Regions from separate parts of the Neogale vison genome. Here region 2 is linked to region 1. The links are chromatin contacts, called in public Hi-C maps. All regions are on one chromosome and are shown on one strand. The core of a region is the stretch at or near the end of the contact, and the rest is flanking DNA. Distances in the headings are between cores, read along the strand shown. Region 1 holds the start of DDX10 (probable ATP-dependent RNA helicase DDX10). Region 2 holds the start of ATM (serine-protein kinase ATM).

Region 1 (5,138 bases), core at 1,054-3,553:
GTATATATCTGGTTTCTTTAGCTGTAGGAGAAGAGTGACAGAGCCGAGGGCCTCATTTGTTGTTGTTGTTTTTTAAAGATTTTATTTATATGAAAGAGAGAGAGAGAACGAGCAGGGGGAACTGGAGCAGGAGAAGCAGACTTCCCGCTGAGAGGGAGCCCAATGTAGGACTCGATTCCAGGACCCTGAGATCATGACTTGCTTTTAATGCAGACACTTAACCAACTGAGCCACCCGGGCGCCCCTTAGAGCCTCATTTGTCGTATATAGATACTGAAAAAAAAAAAAATTAAGAACCATTTAAAAAATTGTGATAAAATACAAATGAAATTTACCCCTTAAATCTTTTTAGGTGTATTCTTCTGTGGCATTAAGTACATTCACACTGTTGTGCTACATCCCCAGAACTGTTTTCATCCTACAAAACTGAAACTCCAGACTCATTAAATAGTAACTCCACATTTTCTCCTCACCTTAGCCTCTGGCAACCTCCATTCTATTTTCATTTCTGATTTTGACTGCCATAAGTATCTCAGATACACGGATTAAGGCTGGATGTTTTCTTTTGTGACTGGCTGATTTCACTTAGCATGGTGTCCTCAAGCTTCATCCATTTTGCAGCATAGTCAGGATTTCCTCTGTTTTTAAGGCTCAGTAGTATTCCATCCTACCTACACACCACATTTTGCATATCCACTCTTCCTGGATGGACCGACCCATGGATTGCTTCCACCTTCAGATATTGGGAGCTTTTATGAATATGGCTGTTTAAACATCTCTTTCAGACCCTGCTTTTCAGTTCTCTTGTGCATATATCCAGGAACAGACTTGTTGGATCATACGTTCATTCTATTTTTATTTTTTTGTGGATGTATATACATGCTTTTAAGTAACCTCCCCTTGTTGAGCTTTACCCACCACCACATGTAGTGATCGGGGTATGGAGATTCCTCAGTTCACAGCCCCCTGCTTTCCCAACCGTCTTCTGTTTAGGGAATGGGCATGTTTTTGGGGTAGTCATCTGGCTCTGTGATGTTGAAAAAATAATTTTGGGGCCTGAACAGTCTGCATGTGAACTTTGAACCTAATCTCCGTTTTCCCCGCCGCAGCTCTACCCCCCCCCCAATCCAGTGTATACTAGTGGTTGCTTAAGGTAAATGTGTCAAAAAACAAGAAACAAAAAACAATCCAGGGGCCCCTGGGTGGCTCAGTTGGTTAAGCGACTGCCTTTGGCTCAGGTCATGATGCTGGAGGCCTGGCATCCAGTCCCCCATGGGATCCCTGCTCAGCAGGGAGTGTGCTTATCCCTTCGACCCTCTCCCCTCTCATTCTAAGTAAATAAATAAAACATTTAAAAAAATTCACCGAAGATCAAGTCATGTAAATGACCAACTTGTAAATAACTTTTCTTTGAATTCTTTATTTTTAGTTTTCATTTTATCTTCCTAACTGCATCTTTTTTTTTTTATAAAGATTTTTATTTATTTATTTGATAGACAGAGATCACAAGCAGGCAGAAGGCAGGCAGAGTGAGAGGGGGAGAAGCAGGGTCCCCGCTGAGCAGAGAGCCCGATGTGGGGCCCGATCCCAGGACCCTGAGATCATGACCTGAGCTGAAGGCAGAGGCTTAAACCACTGAGCCACCCAGGCGCCCCCTCTTCCTAACTGCATCTTAATGCAAATTCATTTGGATTCTGCTTCAGTCCCCGGCTGCTGCAGCAGAGTCTGAGGGGTCGGATAAAAGGGAAAACCTAGACGGACATTAGAATACAGAATATTCATTTTTTATTACCAGGGTGGTATCCTGACTCGGATTGAAATCGAAGGTTATTAAATAGCTGTTAGAACTTTGGGCAAGTTTTTCAGTTTACTGGGCTGAAAAACGCAAAATGGGGATCACAATTATAATTCACAGAGAGTGCACATCTCTGTGAGTGAGTGAGAGTGTGTGCATGCGTGTGCGTGCGTGCGCCTAAGCGCACGCTTTGCCAAGGCAAACCCAGGGTGCCCATGTATTAACAGCGCTGAAGTAGTGTGACGTCACCATAGTAACAGGAACCTGTGCGCCTGCGTCCATTTAAAGAGCCGGCCTGGCGTGCTTTGGAATCCCTTCCTTAGCCCGCCCTCTTCCTCGGATCGCTCCGCCTCCCTTTCCCCGCGGCTGGCCCACTACGCTCCGCGGAATCCAAGTCACCAATCAGCGTCCACTTTGCCCTTGCAGTCAATGGCGCGTGCCCCGGTTTCAAAAGCTCGGGGGCGGGCTCCGGGTTCCGCGCACGCGCGTTCGCCTCTCTCTCCCCACGCTGGTTCCGTGTCTCCTCAGAGCCGTCTCTCCGCTTGGCCTGAGGTGTCTCGTGTCTGGGGGCGGTCTGGACTGTCTCCGCCGCTGCCGCGATGGGCAAAACTACCGAGTCTCGGGGGTCGGGAGGCCGGCCCGACCCGGTGCGGAGTTTTAACCGTTGGAAGAAGAAACACAGCCATAAGCAGAGCCAAAAGAAGCAGTTGAGGAAGAAGCTGAAGAAGCCCGAGTGGCAGGTGGAGCGCGAGGCTATCAGCCGCCTCATGCAGAACTACGAGAAGGTGAGGCCGGCGCTGGGGCGGGGGCGCCGGCCAGCGGCGGGGCCCCGAGGCCCGGCGGCGATGGGAGCTCTGTCACGGGGGCCGGGGCGGGGGTGCAGACCCGCAGTCCAGCGGGCCGGAGACGGGGCTGGGGTGACAGGTGCTGGTGGGGGTCCCGCCGAGGCCCCACAGGTGGTCCGCCAGGCGCCGCGGACAAGGCCTCGGGGCCATCCCGGCTCGCCACCCTGCTCCTCGTGAAGTGATGGAGATGCAGCGGCGCTTGAGGGCGGGGAGAGCCCGCAATAGTACTGACGACAGTAGCGGGAGCGGCACCGGTGCTTTCAGCCGCTGACCGGGTGCTTTCCATTAGTTATGGACTCGAGCTGTGGTATGGGTCATATTCCCATTTTACAGGCGAGAACACGGAGGCTCCGAGAAGACGAGGAACTTGTTTTCAGCTCCCCTCTTAGTAGGTGGTGTGGAGTTGAAGCCTAGACCCGCGTCTTTCCAAGTCCAGAGCCTTCGCTTCGGACCATGGTGCCAGGTCCGCAGACTCGACATCATCTCCCGCCTTCCTGTGCTTCTCTCGTTTTCTCTCCTCGGTTCCCGTCCCCGAACAAGAGTTGGCCTAGGAAAGCGGGCCTCCTGGTGCGTCTCTGCCACCTGCCATCCCGCACGGTGGTGGATGTTCTCAGACGAGTGGCCCCGTAGTTATCATTTTAACCTCTGACCCTGCCCCCGGCCCTCAGTCTCCTTGGCAGGGTCCCTACCCCTTCTCTCCGCCCCCCCCCCCCTCGGTTTGCCTTCACCCACCTCACTCAGCCTGTCAGAGATTGCCCCCTTCTGGTGTGCACTATAATCAGGGATTTAATGTAGGGGACATTTCTGGAATTATAGTCATCAAGTGTCCTGCTGGGATAGCTTTCCTTTAAACGGCTCTTAGGTCAACAGTAAGATGAGGTAGAGAACCTTTATTTTTGTTTGGGCTTTTGAGTTAAGATAAATGATAATTTGATCCTGGCTTTTGATCATCAGACGAGTGACTTTGGGCAGGTTATTTATTCTGTCTGCTTCCCTTTTCTTGTCTTTAGAAGGCATCATGATAATACCTATTTTATAAGTTGTTGGGAGGAGTTAGTAAGAAGCATGTGAGGCATTCTGTACAATGCCCGATACATATAAATATATTAGCTGTTACGTTATTTCTATTGCTGTATGCACAGCCTCTTAAAAAACCATTGTAAAGGACGATTAGATTGCATTTTAGAGTCTTCTTTAGCTGGAGTTGCTGAAGGAATGTAGTCTCAGCTTCTCTTTCTTTTGTGTAATTGCGATGCTTATTCCTGTGGACTGGTGACTCCTTTTTTGTATTCTACCCTCAGCCCTTCTGAGTTCATATTCTTTTTTTCTGACTGTGCCAGATGTCTTTGCCTGCCAGGATACCTTAAATCACAAGTCCCAAACTGAGCTCATTAGCTTTGATTTCCAAATTCACAGTCCTTTGTGTGAGTTCCCTCTTGCCACTGTAAAAAATTGCCGCAAACTCCATGGTTTAAAAGAAGAGAAATTTATTCTCTCATAGTTCTGGAAGGCAGAAGTCTGAAGTCCATTTCCCTGGGCTGGAATCAGCGTATCATCAAGGCCATATTCCATCTGGACATTCTCAGGGAAAATCCATTTCTTGCTACTTCCGGCTTCTGGTGGTTGCTTTCCCATGGCTTGTGGCTGCATCACTCCCATCTCTGCCTCCGTGGCCACACTGCCTGTGGTTCTGTGTCAAATTTATTTCTGCCCTTTTAAAATAAGGATGCTTCTGTTCGCATTTAGGGCCCACCCAGAATACTGAGGATAATTTCCCATCTCAAGATCTTTGATAATGACCTGGACAAAAATCGCTTTTGTCGTTTAAGATAATATGCACAGTGCTGGAGGTAAGCATGTAGAGATATTTGGGGATGTTACTTAGCCCACCACATGCTAGCCCCACTATCTAAGCAGACTGCTGAACTAGAAACCTAGGAGTAATCCTAATCCTAGAGACTTCCCTCTCAGCACTCTAACATCCAGTCAGTCACACTGCCTCTCAACGTTTTTTAAATGTTACCCCACCCCCCCAACCCCATGCCTTAGTTCAGGCCCCATCATCTCTTGCGTGGATTACTACAGTAACTATTGCTTGTAATAGGGATTAGCAGGCTTTTTCTGTAAAGGATCAGATAATAAATGGTTTCAGCTTTGCAGTTCAGGAGGGCGGAACTACTCAACTCTGCCGTTGTAACACAAAAGCTGCTATGGAAATTCTTAAACAGATGGTATACTTGTGTTCCAGCAAAATTTCAGTTAGGAAAACTGGTCGCTGGATTTGGCCCTTAGGCCTTATCCCCCCTAATCTATCTTCTGTATTGCTGGCAGAGTGATTCTTTCCAAGGTGAAAATCCAATCATCTTATTCCTGATTAAAACCCTCCCTTGGGGGGCGCCTGGGTGGCTCAGTGGGTTAAGCCGCTGCCTTCGGCTCAGGTCATGATCTTGGGGTCCTGGGATCGAGTCCCGCGTCGGGCTTTCTGCTCAGCAGGGAGT
Region 2 (5,209 bases), core at 20-2,519, 380 kb before region 1:
AATAGGGTAACGACAGTAATTACTGCGGACACTACGGGGAAGTTTCATCAGAGAGGTTTACCGTTTACTTTCAGGGCTGTCGCGTACGAGGTCTGCAAACGGTTGCTGGCTCGGGCTCTGAGCTTCCCAGGGCTCTTGCTCCCAGCAGCGCGACCCTCTGGATTTTTCCCGGGGACACACAACCCGTTTCCACACACACACAGACAATAAGCCCCGACACCATTAACACCAACCGTCCTCAAATGGAGGAAAAACGAACCAGGAGCACTAGCCCACTTTCAACTGGAAGGCATTTTCCTCCGTGAAATTTCTGGCCGGAGGAAGACGAGGAATTGCTGTTTTACAACATGCCGCTGGCATTTCAGACGCCCTACGCTGGATCCCTCACTGCGGGGAGGGAGAGCGAGGAATGGCCGGGGAAGATCACCCCCGCTCGCCCCCAAATTCGCCGTTGGAGGGGCGAGAAGGACATCGCGAAGATCTCTCGACGAGACCGGCTGGCTCGGGGACACCCTCGTGTTCCCTAATCGGGTCCCAGCTCTGACAAGTCTCCTTCCGGGGGTCCCAACGAGGCGTGCAGGCCTGGCTCCCCCTCCGAACTCCGGGCCTCAGGTGTTCCGCCCCGCGCTTCTCCCCGGCCCTCCCCTCGCCACGCAGCCCCCGGGGAGCGCAGCAGCCGCACACAAAGAGGCTTACGCTACCCGAGCGCCCGGCTCAAGGGGAACCGCCGCAGGTCTCGACCTGCAGGCGGGGAGGCAGAGCCCCACAGCTTCCCCACCCTAGGGAGAACCTTTGGCCCCAGAGGTCGCTCCGTCCCGCTCAGCCGGGTCCACTACCCGTCCCTCCCAGACCGCGCTTACCCAGTACCAGCCGCGCTATGTCCGAGGGTAACAACATGACCGAAGCCGCAGCAGGAACCGCCACAGGAGACAAGATTCAGGTAAAAGCCAACACAGCGACAGCTCCTGCGCCGCATCTCCCGGTTCCAGTGGCGGCACTGAACCCGCGGCAATTTGTCCCGCCTCTTTCGCCTCGCGTCCGCCAATCGCTTCCGCCGGAGAAAGAAAGGCGCCGAAATAAAACCCGCCTCGGTTCCCGTCGGATCTGTCGTCACTTCCGTCCTCCTATTCGGAGGGGTGGGGCTGAAGGCGGCGAGGAGGTGGGATGCAGGTGCCGCTGCCGGAGCCAGGGGGCGGGCGGCGAGCGCAAGGTCGCACACCATTGGCGGGCAACGCGCACGCGCGTTTGTTCAGACGAGCGGAGTGTTTTGAGGCGAGCCAGCGCTGGAAGCGCAAAGCGTGCGGGGCTCGGCGCGCATGAGCAGATGGTACCCGCCCCCGGTTGACCCCGACTATTTCCTCGGGAGACCCAGGCTGCGTGTCCACGCTGCGTTTGAACCGGAAGCGGGAATAGTGGGTGTCCACCTGGCTGGAGCCGCAGGGGCTGGTTTGGGGAGGCGAGTGGAGCCGGGACCGAGGCTGCAGCTGCTGCTGCTGTCGGAAATCCCACTTTGGCGGTGCGACTGCACCGTTAGGGGGAGCGTGAAGAGCGGGCAGCGGCTTCTGCGTCGGGGACTGCTGGGGTGTACGAGCCCCTCTGTGCAGGCCCCCGACGGCCGGTCTCACCCGCTGCTCTGGGGCGGACCTTCCCTGCTCGCTGCACTCTCTCCCACTCTATCTCCGAGGCCCTCGCGGATTTAGCCTCGAACCTTCCTCCAGGTGCTGGTCGCACGCTCCTGCCCGTCCCCTTTCCTCCGCCGCCGTACGGTCCAGGTGTAGCTAGAGGTCTTGACTAACAATGTTTTCCCCCCTTTTCTTGATTAGTTTTAAACCGCGAGCATCTGCTGAGGCTTAAACTAGAGTGACGAGAGCACGGACTCAAGAATTTCGTTGCTGGTCTGGGAGTTTTGGCAGACATGTGGGTGACCGCGCTGTCCTGTCTCCCATGTGATAATCCTTGCCGGTGGTGAGCCCTCAAGAGTGTTCGCTACTGTTTTTATCAGGTACCGAGAAGTAAAGGGACTCTTAGAGCTCAGGGTGATCATTGAGGGGGAACCGTGATCGTAGAGGAGCTAACGAGGTTCTGCGAGGAGACCTCGAGTTGTTCAGTTGCCCCCGGAGGAGGATGGTGGGAGCCCGCCAGACCGGGAATTGTATGTAAAAACACAAAGCGTCAGAGGTGTCAGAAGCTCAGGAGTGAGGTCTGGCGTTGAATGAAATAGATGCGGGCATTTTCAGCATGTTGAGGTCTTAGGGATGGATGAGATCACACTGGGAGAACCTCGGGTGGGAAGTGGGGAGGTAGAGATAGTCTTGCAGGTGTGAATGGAAGAGGAACCATCTGAAGAGAGACTTAGGAAACAGGGGAAGGGAAGAATCTGTGATATTTATTGAGCATTTGTTGTGTTCCAGGCACTGTTAAATCCGTATGTGAATCTTTCACTTTGAGGGAGGTAGTATTGTTTTTCGTTTTATCGGTGACAGATTAAGCTTTAGAGAGATTAGCTACTGTGTCCAAGGTTATACAACCTGTCAGGGGCAGGGGCAGGATTTGAACCAGCACAGTCTAACAAGAGATCCACCCTATTAACACCAGAAGAGAATGGCATGCCACAGGCAGAATTCCATACAGGAAGATGTGATGTAGGCATCCTTGTCAGATTCTGCAAAGGAATCTGCTTGATTGAGATCTAAAAAGGAAGCTCGGACTTGCCACTTCAGAGACTGTTGTTCAGGAAGTATGTATGGTTTGAGGAGCATGTTGGTAGAGGGGCTTAATTCTGGGTTAATGTATTGAGTTCAACCGTATCTGTTGACTCTCTTACTCTAGCTGACTATTCTTCAATTCCTTCGGTTTTCTTTCAATTCCTCCAACACACCATGCACTTTTTCATCTTAGGACCATTTGCAGGTACTAGTCTCCTTCCCTGAAATATTGGTTCTCTTCCCTTTTTCTGTGATTGGCACCAGTTCGGGTCCTGGCTTTGTTGTAACCTCTGTTGAGATGTTCCCTGGAAGCTTATCAGAAGTGATCCTCTCCATTGTTGGTGTATATTTTCCTCTTTTGAGTCCTATATCATATTTTGGAATTAGGCATTGATTTTTCACTGTACTTGTTTATTGTCACTCTCCCCCCACCAGTTACGACTCCACAAGGGAAGGATTTGTGTCTGTTTAATTCATTGTGTCTGGCTACCCCTAACATAGTACCTCAAACAGGTAGTGGCCCTGTAAATATTGTTGCATGGATCCGTGAAAGAACGTTTCCTGACTGAGCTGTTTTTGTTTTCTTCAAAGTAATCAATCTTTGAGAAACAGAAGAGAGGAGCACAAAAGGAGAAGAATAAAAAAACCACAGCTTAAAAAAAAAAAAAATTGAGGGCTTCATCTTCCTGGAAGTGTCACATGGTCAGTAAGCTTGCATTTTTTATTATATGATAAATAACATCTTCAGTATACTTCGGAATAAACATGCCTATGTTTATGGTTTTTTGGGTATGGATCTTGTTAAGGTGTTTTTGTTGGTTATGATCCTAGTTTTATTTTCCTTACTGACTCAATCAAGAGGGTTTTAAACCATGATTGAGTATGAAGGGGAAAGAGTCCTAAATAAGAAGGAATGGAAAATAAAAATAATAATCCTTTTTCTCAAGAAGTTTACAATCACATGGCAAACTCTTGGGTAAATAACAACCTTTAATCTACAGCAGAGTTAGGGAGGTTGTAACGGGATAAAAGAGTCACAACCGCCAATGAGTAAAAATGAAGAAGCAAATTAGAGCTACCTACCAACGAAATAGGTTGGCTTCTTAGGTAGTGTGCTCTCAGAGTTAAGGAGAGTGTTTAAATACTTTTATAGGAGGGATTTCTTCCTTTGTAAGAAGATTGGACATGGTCTTTCAGTTCCAATTTTAAGACTGAATTGAACAACAGCAAAGAAACATACTTGGTCTTTAAAGAATGTGTGGAGTTTATATGAACGGATGGGGGAAGGACTCCCCTTCTTTTTCCTCTTGAGATATGTCAAGGACAAAAAAAGTTTTTTGTTTGTTTGTAAACACTTGTAGTTTAACAAAAACAAAGCTTTCTTGTAAGAAGAGTCAGAAATGATGACACAAAATGCCTTTCTTAGGTCTTTTTTTGAAAGGTTATCAAACGAAGTTTTGATTATGTCAGAAACCTAAAAGGAGGTAGGCTACAGCAATGGCATTAAGGTATAGTAAAGTGTAGTTGATTTTTGGCACTATAGTATTTAATTCCCTTTTGAAACAGCAGCATAATTGCACTTGAATTTTTGTTTTAAACGAGAACCGTAAAGCCAGCTGAGACTTAGTGCTAGGGAAGGCTTACTAGCTCTGATAACCTCCTGCATAGCAGTTCCAGAGCATAAGCAATTCCAGCTTTTGGCTTAGTAAATGATGTATTTTGTTACTCCATGTAAGAGTTAAATAGTTAAGAGTTAAATAGTGCAGCTGGTCAATCCTTAAATCAGCTGGTCATCCTTAAGAACAGGTCAGTCAGCTGTTAAATCCTTAAATCCCCTTTTCCTTTTTTTCTTTTTAAATTTTTGAATTTATTTTATTTTTTTAAAAGATTTATTTATTTATTTATTTATTTGACAGACAGAGATCACAAGTAGGCAGAGAGGCAGGAGAGGCAGGCGGAGAGAGAGAGATTGGAGGAAGCAGGCTCCCCGCTGAGCAGAGAGCCCGACATGGGGCTCAATCCCACGACCCTGGGATCATGACCTAAGCCTAAGGCAGAGGCTTTAACCTAATGAGCCACTGAGGTGCCCCAGATTTTTGAATTTATTTTAGAGAGAGTGTGCATGCATTCTGAGTGGGGAGTGGGGAGAAGGAAGGAGATAGATAGAATCAGAAATAGACTCTATGCTGAGCCCTGAGCCAGTCATCGCAGAGGCTTGGTCTCACCACCTCTAGTTCATGCCTGAGCTGAAAACAAGAGTCAGCCGTACTTAGCTGACTGAGACCCCCAGGCATCCCTTTCTTTTCCTTACTCCTTTTTTTTTTTAAGTTTTTACTTATTTATTTGACAGAGTGAGAGTGAGAGAGACAGAGAGGGAACACAAGCAGTGGGAGCAGCAGAGGGAGAGGGAGAAGCAGGCTTCTGGCTGAGTAGGGAGCCCAATGTCGGGCTTCATCTTAGGACCCTGGGACCATGACCTGAGCGGAAGGCAGAGGCTTAATGAC

The links. A called contact is a pair of places that touch in the nucleus more often than the background predicts.
Region 2: a Hi-C map of muscle shows a contact between it and region 1, with 6 times the contacts expected there. The contact joins the promoter of ATM here to the promoter of DDX10 in region 1. A contact is called at or near these places in 2 of 3 Hi-C or Micro-C datasets (fibroblasts and muscle).

The regions. Positions count from the first base shown.
Region 1 is chr7:95,733,006-95,738,143 of ASM_NN_V1, reverse strand. DDX10 (probable ATP-dependent RNA helicase DDX10) reads left to right here and starts at 2,303. Exons shown (of 18, transcript XM_044257693.1): 1 at 2,303-2,580. The coding sequence starts at 2,395.
Region 2 is chr7:96,108,440-96,113,648 of ASM_NN_V1, reverse strand. ATM (serine-protein kinase ATM) reads left to right here and starts at 1,269. Exons shown (of 65, transcript XM_044257704.1): 1 at 1,269-1,412; 2 at 1,824-2,002; 3 at 3,297-3,407. It overlaps LOC122912228 (protein NPAT), which reads right to left and starts at 1,017. Exons shown (of 15, transcript XM_044257714.1): 1 at 861-1,017. The coding sequence starts at 897.